2 separate regions of the Hordeum vulgare genome follow, and region 2 is linked to region 1. A link is a contact called in public Hi-C data. All regions are on one chromosome and are shown on one strand. The core of a region is the stretch at or near the end of the contact, and the rest is flanking DNA. Distances in the headings are between cores, read along the strand shown. Region 1 holds the start of LOC123411762 (serine carboxypeptidase-like 51). Region 2 overlaps LOC123407655 (protein TRIGALACTOSYLDIACYLGLYCEROL 2, chloroplastic-like).

Evidence for each region. Hi-C and Micro-C count contacts between places; a contact is called where the count stands out from the background.
Region 2: a Hi-C map of leaf shows a contact between it and region 1, with 4 times the contacts expected there. The contact joins the enhancer-like site here to the promoter of LOC123411762 in region 1. A contact is called at or near these places in 4 of 6 Hi-C or Micro-C datasets (leaf and seedling).

Annotation. Positions count from the first base shown.
Region 1 is chr7H:257,447,989-257,452,366 of MorexV3_pseudomolecules_assembly, forward strand. LOC123411762 (serine carboxypeptidase-like 51) reads right to left here and starts at 1,792. Exons shown (of 12, transcript XM_045104728.1): 1 at 1,570-1,792; 2 at 1,405-1,499; 3 at 1,229-1,336; 4 at 888-1,134; 5 at 738-781; 6 at 579-646; 7 at 1-64. The coding sequence starts at 1,702.
Region 2 is chr7H:258,116,405-258,120,930 of MorexV3_pseudomolecules_assembly, forward strand. It overlaps LOC123407655 (protein TRIGALACTOSYLDIACYLGLYCEROL 2, chloroplastic-like), which reads right to left. Exons shown (of 5, transcript XM_045100841.1): 3 at 3,275-3,390; 4 at 2,976-3,066; 5 at 2,233-2,903. The coding sequence ends at 2,811. Among protein-coding and RNA genes, the nearest start is that of LOC123413395, 14 kb to the left of the region's middle. Within about 2 kb of position 2,552, at least 2 of the 3 cell types and tissues checked have open chromatin away from gene starts, as enhancers often do. A contact at or near this core is called in leaf, where this site is marked.

The DNA.
Region 1 (4,378 bases), core at 542-3,041:
CCACGACTTCTCGGCCGCCCCGTACTGCTTCGCCTTGAGCTGCGCCTTGATCTGCTTCGCGAGGCTGCTCATTTTTATTCAAGAAACTCGTTAATATTATAATTATACTTCCTCCATTCTTAAATATAAGACTTTTTTAATAGATTTCACAATAAACTACTCCCTCCGTTCCTAAATATAAGTCTTTGTAGAGATTTCACTAGTGGACTACATACAGATGTATATAGACATATTTTAGAGTATAGATTCAATCATTTTGTTCCGTATGTAGACCCTTAATGAAATCGCTTAAAAGACTTATACTTAGAAACGGAGGGAGTACATACGAAACAAAACGAATGAATATACACTTTAAAATATGTCTATATACATCCATATATAGTTTATAATGAAATATTTTAAAAAAATTATATTTTAAAATGAAGCTCTGTTCTAAAATTTGTCTAAAAACGAATGTATCTAAATACTAAAATTTAACTAAGACATATATATCTAAACAAATCTAAGATAAGCAGTAGTTATTAAGGTATCAAGGGTCGGTTTTAACTTGATCGCGCAGAATTGGAAGGTTTTTCTACCTGTCGCATTGCCGCAGTCCCTTCTCGTCGATACGGGACAGTTGGTACAGTAACGGGCCCCATGACAACTGCGTCCAGTAAATCCTCTCTGTTAAATTACTCTACTTACTAGTCCATTCTGCAACCACAACACAGCACGGGACAGTCGTCAAGACTTACCACGGAGTCCTCGGGTGAAATCCAGCTATCCCCCAGGGCCACGCCTGCATGCGTTGTAGTCAATCAATGGATTATTAATACAGTACTAGATTAGCTGCTGCATCATGCATGATGGGATACCTCATCAATGGATTTGCAAAGCTACTGTACCTCCAAGCTTGGCGTTGAGATGTCCCTGGCGGATGGCCCTGAGCGCGGCGAGGGCGGTGGTGGCGGCGAACTTGCCGCCGTACGACTCGGCCACGATGTAGAGCGGGCTCCCCTGCAGCAGCTTCTTGTGCCGGTAGAGCTTGATGAGCAGCGCCGTCAGGTCGCGCGCCGCCTGCCCGTCCGTTTGCGCCATCAGGCTCTTGTTGCCGCCCTCCACGAAGCTGAACCCCGTGCCCACTGGGTTGTCCTGCACGGAGCAATCTCAGAAATCAACAACTAACCGGCAATGGCCATTGCCAAGCCCCACGCGAGGAGGAGGAAGAAGAAGAAGATGAACATACGACGAAGAGGAGGTCGGCTTTGTTGAGCCAGGTGGTGGCGCGGGGCTTGAGCTCCGTGTCCAGCGGCCCGATCTCCATGAAGTTGCCGTAACCCACCCCCGAAGCGCCCTGCAATGCATGCCAGATTGAATCATCAGCATGCTCATCTATGGAAGATTCTTTAATTCAATACTCACCGGGCCGCCCTGCAGCCACAGCACGGTCGGCCATGGCGCTGTGTCGTTGTCGACGCGGTGGGGGCTACGGTACAGCCACCAGAACATGTGCGCCTCTGCAGAGTTCAATTGTTAACCACGCCACCATGAATGAGCTACAAGAAGAGGAAACACTGATTCTCTTACTCGGCCGGACTTGCACGTATCCCCACTCCTCTGACCCATCGGCGGTGCCAGCGGCGGCGGCGCCGAAGGGCAGGAAGAGGAGGAGGGCGACGAGAGCGACGCCGGGCAGCAGGAGCAACCTCGCCGCTGCCATTGTGGTCGACAGGGACTCGTCGTCGACGACAGGAGCAGGACAGGACGCACGCTGGAGCACGAGGCCGTGTGGAGGTGGATATATATGGTGGTGCTGGGACGTTGTACACGGTATACGGGTAGTATAACAAGGACACCAAGGAGGGAAAATTCGTTTGCGTTTGTTTGTTGGAATCCCGTCCAGATGACACGACGTGTAAACTACTCCGATCTGGACTGGAATAAAATCTAGGTAACTCCTCGCAAGAATCCAGGAGGTATGGGAGCCGCTGCCGGCCGGACTTTCCCAATACGTAATCGGAACTGCCTTCCGTTCCAAACTCTCATCTTCTTATCTCATGAAACGGTTCTATCGGTACCATAACCATACGTGTACATATACTCGAGACTTCAGAGGGACATAAATGTTATTTTCTTTTTGCGGAAACGAGGGACATAACGGCATCTTTAAAACGGGTCCGCAAATCTTTCATAACCATTCGGATCACGAAAATCATCAAATGCCGTTGTCCATGGAACAGTTTGAATGTAATTTCTCCCATAAATCAGAAACAAATGTGGGAAAGGTTTGCGAAAGTTCGAACCGATACTTCGTGTGATTCTCACCGTCCTGGCCAACCAAAAACCCCTTCTTCTTCCGCGCGCTTCCCGCCAGACACGAGCTGCTCGCATTCATGCCGTTATAAATCAGGCTGCTCAACATTGAAGGCGGCTAAGGGCGGACACGACCACTCACTGCCTTCGTCATTGAAGCGGCCCACCGACCGAGGGCACCGACTGATGCACGTCCGCGTGAACAAACCCTCGCCGTATTCAAATGCCTTTATTAAACCCGTGTGGAAGCTAACAAACCTACTCCGACCACACATTTATTCATGAGTGAGCCGACACTAAACGCAACCCCGGCCGGCTCCTTCCATCCGCCCTCTATTTAAACGAGGCCACACGCCGGGCAAGAATCATACCCCTCCGCCGCTCCCCATCTCCTCCTTCATCATTTTTCCACTCTTTTGATGGCTTTTCAAGAACAGTTCTCCGACATACAAGCCAGAAGGGTAGCCCGTTGATCCTGTCGGATACGAGCACGCCCAAGGCAGCTCGCTGCTCTGCCTCCCTCGCCTAGCCTGACGGAGCCAATTGCCGCTCCAAGTTGGCGCGTGGTTCAGCAACTCGTCGTTCCAAGCCAGCTCGATAAGGAGTGGTGAGTTGCTCCACGCCGGCATGGCGGGTTGCACAGCGGTGATCGCGCCTTCCGTGCGTGTGGCTACGCCATGCGGGCAGAGACACAAGCCGAGTGTGCGGAAAGCGACGAGTCGGTGGCCAGTGCCTCCGCGTCCCTCACCATCATCGAGGAGAAGTAGAACACAGGAGGCCGCCGACATTTGGGGAGAGTACGTTCGATGGAATAATTTCTTAGATGTATTACTATAAGTGCATCTAGTGCCCCTTAGTGATTTTGGTGGTTTGAAGACTTATAGGTTAAGTACCTAATGTGTTTGTGAGTGTACACATGATCTATAAGTCACTGAGGAGTTTGAAACATTTGAGGAATATCGACCCCTAAAAATGTATATCTTCGGTTGAAGAAATTGGTCTGAAGCTGAAGAATTGAATCGCGAAGAATCCGCGATGAAATTGATATTCCTCATGAAGATATTGAAATTGAGGAATTCGGTGTGTCCTGAAGAAAATCATTCTGAAGATTTTGAAGCATGAAGATTTACTCTTTCTGTTTTATTCTCTTCATACTTGAGTAATAGGAACACCGTACTGTTAAAGGGGGTCGAAGTTACACTTTGGAATGAATTTCCTCATGATGCTCAACCCAAGCCTAATCCTACCAAAAGCCTCAAGTGAGGAATATGAGTGACATGAGGACTCTCATAGTTGCTAGTCTTGCACTTGCAACCACTTTCGTCAGCAAGTCAATCTTTAACCTTGAAGAAGATGATAACACCATCCACACTGATGACTATGCTGATGACTTCGCTCCAACCTATTGCTTCATGGCAAAAGGTTCAAAGGTACCGAATGTTGCTTCCTCCTCTGATTCAAGTGACTGTGAACCTGATGATTATAAAAAACCCAGTTACAGTAAACTTGCTATCATTGCCACTAAACAACAAACTGCCTTGGAAAAGCTTCAGAAACTGCTAGATAGAAGTGATGATCTGTTGAATGATGAAATGAATCTTACCCAAATCCTCACTGAAGATGTGAAAAGTCTTCAGTCTAGATTTGATAATCTTCAAGATCGTTATGATACCCTCCTCGCTGATCATGAGAAACTTTCCTATGAATTTCTTTAAAGGAAGCTTGTTCTAGAGAAGCTGAGGATTTCTCATGATGATCTTCGTATGGAAAATGATTCATTTCTAGCTCAACAGATCAGCGCTGCTCAAGCTGAATTCATTCCTCCATGTCTTAAATGCATTGAACGCGAAACTGCTAATTCTTCACCAGAATCACTTCTATTGCTACAAATTCTTCAACTGCAGCTGTAGTGTCTATTTCCTCACTTGAGGAAAACACAAATGTTACTGATGAAAATGCAGGGTTGAAGGAATTGTATGTGACAGGCATATAAAAAAGCCTCAGAGGACATCAAACCCTTTGTGATGTGCTCAAAAAGCAGATCTTGAAGGGGGACCCGAGGAAAGAAGGAATTGCCTTTGAG
Region 2 (4,526 bases), core at 1,302-3,801, 670 kb after region 1:
AGAGCATTTGCTATTTATAGTAGGGAGCTGTTAGGAGGGATTTGGGTTGGTTTTAGAAGGGATATTTAGATGAGCTTAGTTTAAGGAAGATATTAAAATAAAGGCAGTCCAAAAGATATTTTTATTTATCAATTTTGTTTATTTATTTATACTCCCTCCGTTCCGGTGTATAAGTCATCTTAGGTTGTGCACCGCGACCAAGACGGAGAGGAAATCGAGAGAAATTAATGTTAATTTGCTAATTAATGGCATTGCATGCAATGAAGTGACCACTGCATGTCATGCTAGTTATTCCCAAGTCATTAAAAACATACATGCCTCATGTCTCTTATTGGTTGATTCCTTTATTCAAGTCAAAAATCAAAAAACGAGATGAAAGTTAATGCACCGCGCCTAAGTGTTTTGGGATTATTTAACTTTCGTAAGATGACTTATAAACCGGAACGGAGGGAGTACTTGTTATGCCCGTCACATATTTAAACGTGTGGGCATAAAACAGATTCTGATTTGAACGAGATTTGACGTGCGGTCTCAACATAATATAATAAGATCACACGCATATTTTGACTCATTTCGAGAACATATATTTCTATTTATAAAATAACGTTTAAATGATCTCACAGTCATGTGCAAAGTGTCTAGTGAGGCTTTTTCAAAAATAAGTTGCCTCTCGCGAGCTTAAAAAAAATAAGTCATCCCATAAATTTGTTGAGATTTTTAAATTAGTTATCCCATCACTAGTTTAGAAGGCTAAATGAATATGAGAGACGACTTATGAAAAATGTTGAGGGTAGGCGGCTTATTTTTTAAGCCACCAAGAAAAATGGCCCAAAATGAAGAAGGGGTATATTATTCATCTTTTTTGGAGAACGGTGAAATAAATAGTGCTCGAGGTTGAACAAAAACACCAATGAAACCCCGATACAAGGACCGTTGCCGATGCAGTAAAGATGATGCATAATCAATAATAATAGACAAATATAATAAATAGAGGTAGTTTGGATGCTACATCTTAACATGGCACAATTAACAAGAACAATTAATTCACGCAGGTGTATGGTCATGTCATGTACACCTGTGGAATTACTTTTTTAGGGAATATGCGGAGATTACGCCTTTTGATTTTATTTGATTCGTATACAAGATTTGTCTAAAGTTAAACATTATAAACTTTGATGTAGAAAAATATTAACATATACACCACTAAATCAATATCATTAGATTCATCACTGAATATATTTTATTATCGTAAATATTCATATTGTTTTCTATAAATTTATAAAGTTTGACTTCATTCAAAGCTAATATGTGCAGTAAATAAACATGAAGGGAGTACTTAATTATTAATCATAACAGACGAATAAACCAAAGGACTCTAAAAGAAAAAATATATAAAATTGTATCCTGTGAAATTCCTACAAAACCAAAGAAGGCCTAAACGGTCCTTCTCTGGTAGCTTGTTGGAAACGAGATGATAAACTTTTTCTTTCCCTTCTAGCAAGGCGAATAGTGCAAAGTGTTACTACCTTGATCAACACGACTTTCACACTTTAGCGGCAGGTGGCGGGAAGACGAATCCTAGTGCCTCGACTCTGGCTAGTAGATAGGTTATAGTTGTACTCCTCGCATGGTTGACCCTTCATATTCCAGTTAGTCTTTTAGGCTTCGAGTTCATCCATCATGACAGATTAGACAGACATAGATTCCTGACGGCTCCTTGGGGCAGCGATGTTAGGGTTTCTGATGATGTGTTCACAGTGGTGAGATTTGGTGCCGAGTGCAGATAGATTCAAGGGTTCAAAAAGGACCAACGGCGTTGGTAATTACAGGGCATGCATGAAGACTTATCGTCTTCCATCGACAAGATCAGGCCGGTTGGAACAGTGACAAAACTCTTCGCAAAAAAAAAAGGAACAGTAACAAAACGGTGCATGGTTGCATCGTTCTGGCTGCAGTGGCCGTTCAATGGTGCAGAGGCATCGATGTAATCTTTATTTCGTTTGGGTGCCTTTTACTTTTGATGAACCTTCGTAATGGATGAGAGGATCCTCTTCGGAAGCCAAAAGGAAAAAAAAGATGGGATGATGCACCGACGATTTTCTGCCTTTGGCTTGGGAAATACTTCAGCCATACAGAATCATTCTAGCAATTAAGCTAGTTGCAGTATGATGCAAGGAAGAATAATCAAACAGGATCCATCCAACAACGTACTAGACAAGATGCAAGGCGGAATGAATGGAAACGATTATTGATTGGCGCCTAGCGTGAACAGCCTGCAGCTTTGTTCTGGCTTGCACGCAATTGAAAAAAAAAAACTGTAGCATATTGCCGCTTACACCCGACGAGACACGAAATGGAAGACCACACGAGCGAAACTGGACCGATGCACCGTTGTCAGGTTACATTCGTCGCCTCGTTTGATTCCATTCCACCACATAAAACAAAGCAGAGAGCACAAGTCCAAGGATTGAGTTGATCGATGGTGAGATGCGCTACCAGTAGCTATTGGTCCTACTAGGCTGGTGCTTTGAATTGTGCCGCCCCGACGACGACAGACCGATCAACGAAAGCCACCGGTTAGAAACAATGGTAGTGGTATTCCTTGTTTACACTTGCTCAACCACAACCGTGCTGCACAAAAAACAAAACAAAAATGGGCCTAGCGTAACTCGACGACAACAATAAATACGGCTTTTCTTGCCAAGGATGCAGAAAAAAATTATCAGCTTCTCTTCTTAAAGATGCTCCAATGCCATCAGGACGGATGGCCTACTCTACCAATATCCACGCTGTTCAACTGAGGTAAGGGGTCACAATAGTCTGCTGAGGGACTTGATCAGCAGCTTGATGTTCCGCCGTGTCGCCTCGTCGCCGGTGAAACCAGAGATGTCCGAGCTGATACTCTGAAAGTAACAGGTCAAAACATTGCATGCCTTCTCCCACTTTCACAAAAAACTAAAAATGCGGTTGCAGACCTCAATGTTCTTCAGAGTAAATATAAGGGTGAAAATAGACTGCTTGATTAGATCACTGTTCTCAGGGGTAAGCATGGAGGACTTCAATCTTCTGCACAAGGACAAGTAAAATAAAAGGCATTCCAAATGTTATAGGAAAGCAGAAATAGCAGTTGCTAGGATTTTCAATGCAAAGAAGCTTCTTTCCAACAAAATATTCTGGGTCCAGTTTTATCTCTTCATAACGCAAAGCAAGTTTTACCAAAATCAAATTTGATATGTGCAAGGAATATATTACAAGTGATGCTCTTAAGCACTACCTTAAATCACCAGATGCATCAGCCAGGCCTTTAGCTATAGTCTCCACATCCTTCACCAGATCACTATCACGCACCTCCGAGAGCAAAGGTTGAACTTCTTCAGCTAATGCTTCAATCTGTTTCATCACTAACATTTTAAGTTGATGCTTATGACATTTAATGGCAGAACAAGTGACCACCATATTTCTCTATTTTCTGTAAATAGAGTTAACGTCCAGTAAACTGCATATATGGAGAAAGCATCAGCCACCCTGCTTTTGCAAACAGAGAAGAAAAGCCTAACACCACATTCCAACTGAGTGGAGTCCCTTCTTCTCGATGATGGTCCTGAAACAGTGCTTGCCAAGCATGCTAGCCAGTGCCAGGGTAGGTATGCAACAGCGATATGATTGACCTAATCTTGAGATTGTCAGCAGTTCAGCCAAGTGGCACAGTTTTGACAGAGTTAGTTTTCAGCTCTGATATTGTAAATATGACCAACTTCTTTTTAGCGATTCCACAGACAGACCATGTTACTTGGTATGCATGCCCAATACCCATCATATGCAGGACACATATGGAAAGAATGCTGATACTTAGAGATGAGTAGCAAACTTATCATGTTATGCAGAATCAAACCCCTATAACTATAATAGTATCATATACATCTGGCAGTCAAGTCTTTCTTCCAAAATAAAAAGGAACTGATGTTTGGGAAATGAGAAAAGCTACCACAAAACTTCCAACTTGTCAGCCCGGGTCACTTGAATTTTGTACAACGAAATCCTATTCAGCAGTATTAAGTAAATGGATTGGTTTCGCCAGAGGATTCATAAAATAAATGTGCTAAACATATCAACTGTCACATAAGAATTCTATATCCTATATAACTAAATAGGCAATCCCCACTAAATTATTGAAACTTGCAGTTTTCCCCATCAAAGACTTAGCCATGGACAGGGGTGCGTGGAAGTTAGCTATCCACGTTCCAGAGCCATGACTTGGCTTCGAGATCTTATGGGTTTCAACTCTAGCCTACCCCAACTTGTTTGGGACTGAAAGGCTTGGTTGTTGTTGTTGTTGTTGTTGTTGCAGTTTTCCCCATCAACCCTGCAGGACCTAAACTCCACATTTCCCCCCGGGGGTCTTGATTACCAGTTTACCACTGCTTAGCTTTCAATTTGCCACTCAACATGCAACCATGCCACCATGCATGGGAAAAGGCACACCTCAACATGCAACCATGCATGCTACTTATATTCAATAAATATTT